Regions from separate parts of the Mus musculus genome. Here region 1 is linked to region 2. A link is a contact called in public promoter capture Hi-C data. All regions are on one chromosome and are shown on one strand. Each heading gives the region's core, a stretch centred on a gene start, on an enhancer-like site or on the middle of the called end of the contact. The rest is flanking DNA. Distances are from core to core; before and after follow the strand shown. Region 1 overlaps Relt (RELT tumor necrosis factor receptor). Region 2 overlaps Pgm2l1 (phosphoglucomutase 2-like 1).

The links. Promoter capture Hi-C pulls out the DNA fragments that hold promoters and counts their contacts.
Region 1: a contact with region 2 is called in a promoter capture Hi-C map of hematopoietic stem and progenitor cells, with 4 times the contacts expected there. The contact joins two enhancer-like sites. A contact is called at or near these places in 2 of 39 promoter capture datasets (hematopoietic stem and progenitor cells and liver), 2 of 115 datasets of contacts at active chromatin or transcription factors (large pre-B cells and memory CD8 T cells) and 1 of 9 other capture datasets (liver).

Annotation. Positions count from the first base shown.
Region 1 is chr7:100,843,922-100,850,692 of GRCm38.p6, reverse strand. Relt (RELT tumor necrosis factor receptor) reads left to right here. Exons shown (of 11, transcript NM_177073.6): 6 at 371-628; 7 at 1,814-1,894; 8 at 2,190-2,271; 9 at 2,420-2,674; 10 at 3,099-3,297; 11 at 3,416-4,845. The coding sequence ends at 3,463. Among named protein-coding and RNA genes, the nearest start is that of Relt, 16 kb to the left of the region's middle. Within about 2 kb of position 5,137, at least 128 of the 459 cell types and tissues checked have an H3K27ac peak or open chromatin away from gene starts, as enhancers often do. A contact at or near this core is called in hematopoietic stem and progenitor cells, where this site is marked.
Region 2 is chr7:100,230,762-100,236,699 of GRCm38.p6, reverse strand. All of the region lies in intron 1 of Pgm2l1 (phosphoglucomutase 2-like 1), which reads right to left. Among named protein-coding and RNA genes, the nearest start is that of Pgm2l1, 6.1 kb to the right of the region's middle. Within about 2 kb of position 2,464, at least 31 of the 459 cell types and tissues checked have an H3K27ac peak or open chromatin away from gene starts, as enhancers often do. A contact at or near this core is called in hematopoietic stem and progenitor cells, where this site is marked.

The DNA of each region.
Region 1 (6,771 bases), core at 3,888-6,387, 610 kb before region 2:
TAGGCTGAGGCCCAAGGAAGCCTCACTGGATAGTCGACTGGATGGACAAGGAAGAGTGGCATGAGCTGGCCTTTGTCTTCTTACACATATGTGGCAGGGTAGGCTGTATGGGGACTTCAGTTTTCCCCCAGCTTCATGTTCAGATTCTTGGACGTGCTGCCACTATTCCTGCTCCCAGCCTTCTATCCAGACCTAGCTGGGGCTCCCAAGGCAGGGCCAGGGCAAGATCGCCACCATCTTGTCTGTGGTGAAGTGGGCAGATGCAGCAGGTCAGGCAGAGAGCCTTTCTGGGGCTGAGAAGGGGTGCTACCAGCCCAGCAACTTCTTTATGTTTTTCTCTGCTTCCTTGCTTTCATCCCGTGATGTTCAGAGTCAGGGCGGCGGGGCCGGCGTGGCGTCGAAGTGGCAGCAGGTACCAGTAGCAACGGTGAACCTCGGCAGCCCGGGAATGGCACTCGGGCAGGCGGTCCTGAGGAGACGGCTGCCCAGTATGCAGTGATTGCCATCGTTCCTGTCTTTTGTCTCATGGGGCTTCTGGGCATCCTGGTGTGCAACCTGCTCAAGCGGAAGGGCTACCATTGCACAGCCCAAAAGGAAGTTGGGCCCAGCCCTGGTGGAGGAGGCAGCGGTAAGCCCCTGCTGGGTCGACATGGGGAGACTAGGCTTTAGAGGGACCCTTCATGGCCTGGGATTGACAGGGGAGGGCTAATCAGGAAGGCCTCCTGGAGGTGCTGTGCAGCGGCCTTGGGCAACAGTGACGGCTGACAAGGATGGTGATAGGGGCTGCACTATGGCAATGGGCAGAGGTAAGACAGTGAGTGTGTCAAGTGGAGTTGGTAAGATTCCTGCTCTGGGTGAGGCCCTGCTCCACCATAGGATTGAGACTCTGTAGGGGCCACAGGCTATAGTTGTTTGGTTCAAAATGACCTGTGGCCTCTGGTCTGAAGCATGAGAGTGCCCTACATCAGGTGGGGCTGGCAGAGCCACTGCTCTGGCAGGCACTACGCAGGGTTCAGGTTTCAGCTCCACTGTAGTTCTAGATACAAGTACTGGAATCAGAGGGAGAGGGCCTTGAGCTCATTTCTTCTCTTGCTTACCAATGCCTCAAAGTGTAGAGATCTCATGGACACATATGCACTGCTCTGGGCCGTCAGGAACCTTATGGCCAAGTCAAGAGAAATACAACATCTCCCATGCTTGCTCCCAGGACCCCCTCCAGCTCCTAACCCTGAATCATGGAGTGAGCGGGTAGGAAGATAGCACATTAGGGCCATTTGACTTTGGACTGTACTTTTGCTAGTCTAGCGACCTTAACTGCTGCCTGGGTATACAATTTTGGAAATATGCTTACTGGCTTAGGACCCATCACAACGGCCCATTCTCACATCCTTGATGTTTAAACCCAAAGCTGTTAAATAGTTTCCTGGACAGGATGGTGTGCAGAGAGGTAATAGGCCTGGAGAGGTGTTGAGAGTTCTGAGCATGGAGGGCCCATAGCTCCCTAAGGCCAAGAAAGGTCCAGTGACTATCTGGGAGAGACTGGTGCAATATGCAGGGATATGGTTTTCAGATGGTCCTGAGACCACTGAGCACTTGGAGTTTCTGGGTGCAGGATAACAAAGATGACAGCATACTTTTTTGAGTCTAGGTAGCCCACTGGTAATGGACTTAGTTAGCTGTCTTGTCACCTGAGCGCCACAGTAGATTTTGCTGCAACTCAAAGTAAGGTCTGTGGCGCCCTCTGCCAGCAGATCCTGGTGTAGCCTGGAGTCCCATCTTGCCTAGAACCACGGGTTCCTTTTTTTTTCTCCAGGGATTAATCCTGCCTATAGGACTGAAGATGCCAACGAGGACACCATTGGAGTCCTGGTGCGCCTGATCACAGAGAAGAAAGGTAAAGAGAGAGTCTCTCTTTCATCCTATGCCTGGGAGCGGAAGGTCTTTTCCTAGAGCCTTAGCTAATACTTGGGGGAATCCCTGCCCAGCTCTGCCTCCAAAGCCTCAGTTTGATGGGGGCTCTGACCCTGGGTGCTGCATTTTTGCCTTTGATCTTGACTGGTAAGGGATGGAGGAAGGGCACATAGTTTGGGCCCTAGGACAGGGATGTGGGAGTAGGCAGGGGCTATCCGCTGAGATGGGTGGGATGCTCCTGTAATTTGGAGCTAGGTTCTGACTCCACCTGCCCACAGAGAATGCAGCGGCCCTGGAGGAGCTGTTGAAAGAATATCACAGCAAACAGCTGGTACAGACAAGTCACAGGCCTGTACCCAGGTGAGGGATGGGGCCCTTAGATAATTAGCTTACCTCCTGGGGATTTCCTCTTGGGTCTGCTCCCTTTCGTGCCACCTTTGTTCCTTTCCTTGATGGGCTATCCTTTTCTGGCTTGCTCCAGTGATCATTTCTGCTCTTCCTCCTGCAGGCTGCTGCCGGCCTCACCCAGCATACCCCACATCTGCCCGCATCACCACCACCTGCACACTGTGCAGGGCCTGGCCTCACTCTCTGGCCCCTGTTGCTCCCGTTGTAGCCAGAAGTGGCCAGAGGTGCTGCTGTCTCCTGAGGCAGCAGCTGCCACCACTCCTGCTCCCACCCTTCTGCCTACTGCATCCAGGGCTCCCAAGGCTAGTGCCAAGCCAGGACGTCAGGGCGAGATTACCATCTTGTCTGTGGGCAGGTAAGGTGGGCAGACATAGAGTTGTGGAATAACTTGAAGGCCTGGATGAAAGCAAGTCTGTGGGTTAGCTTAGTGCTGACTAGCCTTTCCTGGGCATCTCTGGGTAGTGTAGGTGGCCAAAAGGGTCATCATTTCCCAGCTGTGCTATGTCACATGGAGCTCTTGGGTCCCTGAGGCACACACAGTCTTGGTGTTATCATACCCGGGACTTCTTAGACCAAGGGTCTGTCTGTACCCCTCTAACTAGATGTGGGGTTGCTGGGAGCTGGATACAAATAGCTGGGGGGCTGAGAAGGACTCCTGAGTAGTCTAACAGGCTCAACCTGTGTGATCTTGGAAATTGCAGGGTGACCTAGTAGGAGCTGCCTTCTTTGGCCTGGGTTTCCCCTCTGATGAGGGGTGTTGGTACCACCTCTCCCTATAGGTTCCGTGTGGCTCGTATTCCTGAGCAGCGGACCAGTTCATTGTTATCTGAGGTGAAGACCATCACGGAGGCTGGGCCTTCAGAGGGTGATCTCCCTGACTCCCCACAGCCTGGTCTTCCCCCCGAGCAGCGGGCACTGCTGGGAAGTGGTGGGAGCCATACTAAGTGGTTGAAGCCCCCAGCAGAGAACAAAGCTGAGGTGAGTGCTTGGAGTTGTGGGGGGGGGTAGCACCTGGGTCAACCCTGACAGAAGAGAGGCCCATGAAGGCAGTGGCGGCCTCTTGACTCAGCTCTGACCCTTTAATCCTGACCCCCAGGAGAACCGCTATGTGGTCCGGCTAAGTGAAAGCAACCTGGTCATCTGATGGGCTGTCTAGAATTAGACACTCTGCCCTGTCCTGGGAGGTTCTGAAGGCTTCCTGCAGGAGGGAGAGCTGCAGCTGGGACTGAGGACCAAGATGCAAAGGCCAAGTCCTGGAGGTGGGACCGTCCGCCCCACTGAGGAGGCAGCCTGCGGCACAGCACGTGAGCAGGAGATCAAGAGCCCACCCTATCCCTGCAGTCCCGGTTACTTCCATGCAGGGTGCTGTAACCCTGTGCCTGCCCTGAACACATCATAGGAGCCCTCTGTCCCTTAGAGGTCTGGTTTGGTGGAGGAGTGGTATCTGTACCTGGCCCCAAGCTTGTGCCTTGGGAACTAGCCACTCTTGCCCATGTCCTGGACCCTGGATGTGACTCCCTCTCTTCTGGCAGGCCCTATAGAGGGAAGGGGTAGCAAAGAGCCCTGTACTGGTGGCAGAGTACCTGGGTTCCAATCCTGGGCTTATCCCTAGGTACGTAGGGGAGGAGAACTCAGTTCCCAGGACCTCTCCAGCTCTTTGCAGATTCTGGGCTGAGTCCTGTTGGGGGGAGCTTGACTTTGCTACCCTCCCATTAGTAGCTTTATCTGGCCTGTTTTTGCTGCTTCCTGGGCCTTGGCCTTCATGGCTCCCATGGGACTGTCTATTATGGTGATGCCTTCAGAAGGGGTTTAATGCATGTGCCTGCCCCTACCCTGCTATTTTTAATGAAACTGAAAAATGACTTGACTTGGACAGGGCTCTCTGGTGCAGAGCCTCAGTCCACCCTGCTGCCCTCAAGCTCTGGAGCTGTGGGAAGAGGAGACAGGCAGGCTAGGGAGTGCCTGTGGCCTGTGGTTTTCAATGCCCCTGTGGTACAGTATCTGCCTGAGTTTTGGGTAGCAGGGGTGACTGCCAATCCAGCCTGTCTTAGTCTCTGCTCTGGCTCAGTGCCTCGTTATTTATGTGGGGCCGTGCAGGCGCGGGGCCCACTGCCCATCCCATTTCTTATTTATTGAAACCTGCTGTTGCCCTGCCCCTACATCTCCAGCCCCACACACTTGAGTAATAAAAGGTGGAAAATGTCGTCATGAGGTGCTTCCTTTCCCCGTATCCTCTCTGAAAACTGCTCACCTCCAGGGCCCTGCCAGGTGTGCACACATCGTCCTCCCCCTCATCAGCACCTTCCTCTGAAACCAGGGAAATAGGCAGAGGTGGCTCCTCGTCTCATCCTCACCGAGGTCCCCAGAGGCCAGGTTCCCCAATAGAAATACAGGCTGAGCCATATGTGTGATTGAATGTGTTCCCATAGTCATTCCAAAAAGTTGTCTAAAAAAGGGTAAACTTAGTATTTTTAACCAAGTATATCCAGAATATTTTCATTGCAATATAAAATCATTATGAAAATTATGAACGAGCTTTTTTTCTGTTTAGAATCTTATGTATTTTACATGTGTTGACATGAACTAATTATTTCAAGGGCACAAGAAGCATGTGGTGAGTGGGAGTGGCCACAGCTGGAGAGGAAGCAGCAGTTACACAGAAGCTCACAGTGTGGGAGGGGTGTGATCCATGAGATGGGGACAACATGTGCAAAGGACAGACCAGGAAGTGGCTGGAGGGGCCTCACAGTGGTTAGGAAGAGGCAAAGCCTCGGCCTGTTTGGTCACAATGCAAAGCAGAAACACCCAGAACAGGAAGTTGTTATAGCTGTCTGGGTAACAAGTAACAGGGAAACAGAAGGACCCAAGAGATTCCTAGGGCAGACCTGCTGGAACTCCTTCTGGGATGTGAGATAGGGAACACCTAATGGTGTCCAAGGTGTTTTGATATGAAGCCCTGGAGCTCTTAGGAGACAGATCTGAGTGACAAGAATATCTTACACTCAGATGGGCATTTACAACTAGGCAGAGAGGGTCCATGTTTTAGGGCAGATCCCAGGGCCTGCAGTAAGAAGCCATCAGGGTCCTGGTGGCCAAGAATGGATGTAGAATTTGGGGAAAGTTGGCTGAGAGGCTAGGAAGGCTGTCATGCCCCAGGGAATGGACAGGGTCTTTGTGAGTTTCCTAAGGGATGTGGTGAGAGCTGGACCAATACCAGGTAAATCAGGAGACACCATCCCATACCAAAGTTGCCATGGCCAGTGGGACCTTAAGTTAGGGTTTTGTCAGTGTGTGGTACACTATTTAACATGGGAAGGAGTGACACATGCAAACACTACTGGAGCTAGTAGTGGAAGCCTAGCCTGTAAGAGGAGACCAGGTGGCTTCACTGAGGACAGAAATCTGGGCAGAAACCAAGGTAGGTGGCTGGCCTAGCAGTGGCAGGAAAGGAGGGAAGAAAAAAAGCCACTGTTAACAAATGGGCAGACATTTTAAAAGCCCACATATCCCTGCTTCTTCCCACATCCTTTGGGTATAGGATACTCTGGGACTTTTGTGAACTGGGAGTAGACAGGGTCTCCTGTGTGTCCAAGGAAATGATCCCTATGGCTGCAGGATGCAGCACATTTGGCATCCATTTACTTCATGTATCTCAGGGTTTGGCTATTCTAATTTGCCTATCCCTTCAGCCAGCCAACTCATGGACCCCACTTAGTACTTAGGATTTGGATAACAGCCAATTGGGTGGCACGTGAAGATAAGAGTGTGTCCTGGAGAGTGAGGCAGGAGGTGGCATCCCAGCCATTCTCTGGGAAAGCTAGATTAGAGACACATTCAGATATCCGCAGGGTGGAGACACCATGTTCAGGCTTCCAGGCTGGTTAGGAGATCTCTCTCACTATAAGCACTTCTCTACCCTGCTCCTGCTTGCTGAGAGAATGGCTTGTTTCATTTGCTTCTTGTGTCATTAACCTCCCAACATCAAAGATATGATGCAGGTGTGTGATATTTTTGGTCTCCACAGCCTCACCTTCCCTTGGAAACGTTCCTACAAATCCCTGCAGCTCTTTTCAGTGGGTGGAGGTGGGAGTTGGAGGGAAGAACAAGTAGGGTCCAATCTCTAGCTCTCTGCCCACTTCTAGAAAATAGCCCTGCCATTGTGACATAGAAATGAGCCTAAGATGTTCTATCCTGTCTCAGATAAGGTATCCTCTCCTCCCTTAATCAGGCCCACAATGGATCATGGTCAGAACGAAAGGCTGGGAGGATGTCAGGAGGGGAAGTGAGGCTTGGTGTAACACTTTCCACTGTAGCACAGCCTAAAGGAGCACTGGTCCAGCAGGTGGCCTCTGGCAATACACGCCCCATGGAGGGTTAGGGATGGGACTCAGGGCCTTATCAAGCTATGCAAACCTGCTGCCTCTGTGCTGGAGCCCCATCCTTGGAAAGTCT
Region 2 (5,938 bases), core at 1,215-3,714:
TCTCCACTTTTCCTCTGGAGCATATCTAGGAAGAGAGGATTTTTTCTGAATTTCTATAGTTAAATTTTTGTTGTTATTGTTTTAATTTAAAAGTAAAATCCAATTCCTTTTTAAAGATCAATTTAAATCAAAACAAAATATTACATTTCTAATGTAAAAGGTTAATGTACAATCTTTAAAAATGAGGGTGCCTACTATTTGACCTCTAAATTGCATACATGATTTTCAGAAGTTATAGTTTCTTCACAAAATACAAGTCAATAATAAAACAAGGCAAATACAGCCTTTATCATGCTCTCTAAGTAGTTATCTCATATTTTGTAAGAGTTGTTACAGCTGTAATTTGTATAAAATTTATTCAGATTTATATAAAATAAGTGATCTACTCTTGTCTTCCCAAATATCAAAGAACTTTTATGAAACTGTAAACAAATATTTTTAAATAAGAGGGCAAACAATGTACTACAATTCAGATAAATATGAATTCACTGTTGCTTATAATGCTGGGAACTAAAGCTGAGCCCAGTGCATGCTAAACGAATGGGCCCTACCCTGAGCTATACTTCCAGCACTCAGCCTATTTTTGTAATTTGCATGCCATGGAAAAAGCATACTATAAAGCCACTGAGAATGCAGTCATTTTCTAAGTATTGATTCTTTAATACTGTTACATTTTTCAAATGTTTTATAAAGAGAAAATGATAACACCACCAAGCATTTTCTACTACTAATTCATATACTAAAAGGCAAAACACTATCTATCTGGATTTATCCATGCTTCCTCAACATTCGTTTCAGAACTTTTCTGTACACTTGTTTTATACATTGGGCTTCCTGAGATTATACATTACACTTAAACCATTAACAGTGAATTCTGTCCTTTTAAGGATTCAATTTAGTCAATTTAAACAAGTATATAAAGTCACACCACACAACACTACAATACAATACTCTATTGATCACAAAATATACAACCACCATAGATCTCACATTAAAAGTATTTGGCACAACAAAGCAAAAAAAAAAAAACATAAATTAAATATATACAATAGTGTACTTGTATCTTTATGCAGAGGCCCTTTTAACAGATGTAAATTCATGCTATTCTTTTCAATTCAGGGTGTCAAATTTAGCCATTACGTTATTGATGGGTATTCAGAGTACAGAACTTGAATGCCCTCCTGTGTGCTTAAGGCTTGGTCTCCAATATGGCACTTTTGAGAAGCTGTACAAACGTTAAGAGGTGGAGCCTACTGAGAAGTCTTTAGGTCACTGAGGCTTTTTTCCTTTCAAGAGGAACTCAGACCCCTCTTCTTTTGCTTCTTGACTACGAGGTGAGTGGTTTGCTCCATCTGCTGCCCTTCCACAGGCCCCAAGAGTCAAGGCCAACTAACTGTAAATTAGATCTCCAAAACTGTTAGCCCAAATAAAACTGTTTTTCTGTATAAGATGGGCATCTATAGTAATTTGTTATAGTGCTGTAAAACTGACTAACACAATAGGCTTTAAACTTTTAATTTTTTACTGCATTAAAATGAAACATTTCAAAGAGAAAAATAACATGAGAAAATTCTGCAGCAAAAAAAAAAAACAAAAAAAAAAAAACAAAAAAAAAAAACCCTATTTACATCAAAGAGATTTTCTAACAAGATAAACTTTGGTTAGTTGAAAACTGAAATGCTTTGTATCTGAGAAAATATTTTTCATTTACAAAATGGTGGTCTTTGTACTCCTTGGGGCATTAAAATGTGACCATTTTTATACGTTGGTAACATACAGTACTGAGATGTCTAATCTTGTCAACTTGATGGGATTTGGGATCAATTAAGAAACACACCTTTGGTTTGTGTCTGTTAAGGGCATTTCCTGAGCGCTTTAACTAAAGTGGGAAGACCCTTCATTCTAAATGTGGGCATCATTCCATGGGCTGGAGTCCAAGACTAAATAAAGAAGAAGAGGCAAGTTAAGCACTAGCATTCACGTCTGTTTCCTGGCCACAAACATAATATGCCAACTGACTCATGTTCGTGCTGCCACGCCTCCCATGTCATGATGGATGATGCCCTCAGAGAAACATCAAAATAAGCCCCTCCTCCCTTATGTTTCTTTTGTCACAATGACGAAAAAAGTAACTAATACAAGTTATTATTCGATTATTGTGTTGAGAAGAGCATACTGTATCTCTGCCTCTTTTGCACCAAACCAAACCATCTTCTATTAACTCCCAACACCAGAGGGCAGCAGCCTCAGTACTAAGGAGCAATTCCAATAGTCATCAGGAAGGCAGAAAGCATCATGAAACAAAGCACATAGGCCTTAACCCCAAATCATTGTATGACCTCGTGTTGTATAACAGTTTCCCCAAGATTGAAACATTGCATCTTTCAGGAGAGCTCCTTAAACAGGTGGGTACAAAACTTAAAAACATCCCCTGAAACTGACCAGATTCTCTAGGCTCCTCCCTACCAGAGTAAGCAGAACCCAGCTGTAAAGACAACTCTGAGACCAGAACAACTGCCTAGAAAGAGCAGAAACCAGCCCAGCAGCCTGGAAGAGGTTTAGACTACTTAGGCACTTAATAAGAACACTCTTCAACGGGCAGGTTGGGTTGCCTGCAGGCTATGCAGTGTCCCAGGCTCTCAGGCTTTGTGACCCATGCTGTCACCCATGCTGGGGTGGACATGGGTAATTCATCTGTCTTTCCAGTCATTTCTGCTTCTGTAAGAAACTCCTCACCCATATCCTTTTAAGTATCCCCAAAAAAACCCACTGGCTCTCCAAGTTGGACTTTGGTGGTATCTGTACTTTGTCTGTCCTGGGTTTCTTATCTGAAGTGAGCAGACTTGTGTTTCATCTCCCCAGGAAGTTTTGTCATACAACACCTATACATTTTGTTGTGCAGTCAAAATGAAATCCTATCTACAACATGGATATGAGGACATTGTGCTAAGTGATAGAAGACAGTAACAGAAGGCAAAGCACCCTATGACTCCATTCATATAAGGTACCCAGAATAGTCAAATTCTAGAAACAGAAAAAAGAATGGTGGTTTTCTGGGGAAAGAGGAAGGAAGAAACACATTATTTAATAGGCATAGAGTTTCAGCCCAGCAAGATGAAAAATTCTGAAGGTCTGTTCTACATTAATGTGAATATTTTTATGGTAGCTAATGAAGTATATATACCCTTAAAAATAACCAAGACGATAACTTGTATGCATTTCCACCACAATTAAAAGGTTAAATGCTATGTTTTATCTTCTGGTTGATTATCAAAAGAGAAAATAATATAATTACTATGCTAAGATGCTCTAAATGTTGTTTACTTTGGACTCTTCTAGCATACATCTGTGCCATCTGAACAGATGAGTTCAAATAGTTTCTTTTTTTTTGTTTTTTGTTTTTGTTTTTTGGTTTTTTTTTGTTTGTTTGTTTGTTTTTGTTTTTTGAGACAGGGTTTCTCTGTATAGCCGTGGCTGTCCTGGAACTCACTTTGTAGACCAGGCTGGCCTCGAACTCAGAAATCCGCCTACCTCTGCCTCCGGAGTGCTGGGATTAAAGGCTTGCGCCACCACGCCCGGCTTCAAATAGTTTCTTGCTTAAGTTTCATCAATTAATTATTCAAAATCAGGTCAGGTAATATTTTAGTTTGCTCCATTTCTGGTCAATAATTTACTTACTTTTTTTTTTCTTTTAGTTTAGGGTGGCATGCCTGCTAGGCAAGCACTGTGACACTAAGCTATTCCCTTAAATCCAACTTCCTTCCTTCTTGCTTTTGCTGACTTAGCCACTCTGCTTCTTTCCCTTCCTTCAGTTCTTCATAGGTGACTGCTTAATTACCTTTCTGATGTTGATAAAAATGACATTGCATCTACACCACATAACTAATATCTTTTTTAAAAACTACTTATGACATAGACATTATGTTCCATTATTTCTTGACATACTGTGGATCTAGTGCATACTTATCAACCAAGATTTCCTCACAATGGACTCCTGCAGTAGCTATTACATAACAAACTTTTCTCACAGCACCCACTTGTTTTTTCAACTTTAATACTCATATGTGTGTGTGTGTGTGTGTGTGTATATATATATATATATATATATATATATATATATATATGCATTTGGTAGAGGAATCACTTTTTCTTTCATTTCCTAGAGCTTATCCTTGTTTCTGTTCTTTTTTCACACTATCTTTTCTTATCTGATGATAAAATCATTTTCTATTTTTAATTTATAATTTTGGGGGTTTAATGTTCCCATTGTATGTAATAATTATAATTGTATTATAATATATATATGTTTACATATTTACTTATTGCTTTATCTTGTTGTTCATATAAATTGTTTTCTTCATATAATTGATACTTAGTTATTAATAATCACAGACTTTTTTTTCTGGGAAGTTGGCATGAACTTTCTCTGTTTTGTAAATACAATATGTTTTCTGCCAACACCTTCTTAACTAGAATGGTCAGTTGGGACTTCTATGTCTGCAAGTTATTGTTCTAAGGACTTTATTTACACAGATCAAGTTAATCTGTATGATTAAATTAAACATTTTAATTTAATTTTTCAAAAGAATAACTATACAACTATCAAATTTTAAAAAGCACTACAGTTTAAATGTGGCCTGTACCTCAAGGCTTCCCATACCAAAGACTTGGTCTTCAGTCTGAGGTATTAAGGTAGTAGAAGCTTTTAAGAGTTGAGTCCTAGTGTGGGGTAACTGGGTCACTGCCAAAGGCACTTCCTAGGGAGTTTGTGGATGAGTTCTAACAAGAGTAAGCTGTAATTTATAGAAGAGAGGAGAGGAGGTAACAGGAGAGAACATTTAAACAGCAAGGCTCACTCCTCCCTGCTCTCGGGCTTCCTGCCTCACTGTGTAATCCCTTTTACATATGCCATAAGGCTGTAACTCAAGCCAAACCAATGTGGCTACCTGATCTTATACAAACTGAGCTAAATAAACCTCCTTTCTTTATACATTACCCAGGCTCAGATTCTTACTATATAATAAAATAGGCTTGAAGAATTAATTCACAGCCTTTCGTTCTGGTTAATTTGTTGAAAAATGTTCTGTTGTTAAACACCTGAAAATCACTGGCTTAGATTGACATCTTTTATTTACTTTTCCAAGCTCTTTTTAAGTCTAACCTATCTTCAATTTCATATTCTACTCTTTCTTAATATAGATCTACATTCTGAGACCAGAATGTTCTTATTTCTTAAATTGCCATGGCAAATTCCTGCCTCCATATTGTTGTCAACATACAGGATATTTGTTGTTGCTGTTACAGTCAGCAAAGCAGTTCTGCCCTGTGTCTCAGTCTCCCTTCCCTGTCCACCCACCCATACTTTACCAGTGTTTTATATCCTAGATATAAATTTCTTACAGAGAATTAAAATTCACATTGGAACAGAATCAAAAGACAGTTGTGATGTTAAAGAACCCAGTTTTTTTGCCAGGACTGCTTGTCTGTAACTTAACAATGTGTGAAAGCCCTGAATGAAAGAAATAGGATGGAGGTATGAGCCTTACCCTAGGGCGGAAGAGAACACATTGGTAATGGAGTTCTCTGTGCACAGCTGATAGGAGGAACTCCTTGACCCCTGGACTTATGGGGTTAGAGTAATAGCATGGCCCCACACAGAGATGGATGCATTTACTTGTTACAAGCTGATGCTGTTAAATGTTGTATGTTTTACTCTCTGTGGTTTGACTTTATAATCACCAAAAATCTTTGGATTATTTGGCTTTTCCTATGGTATATCTACCAAATGCCTGATTTAGAAATAAATCTACTGCATCTGGATCATAAGCCACAAGTTAACAAAACAGTATTCTTAAATCAGTCATCAGTTTCTATGACCTTGAGTTGACTGACTCATTTTGAAACTAGGGAAGCGAATCTACTAAATAAAAGCCTGGAT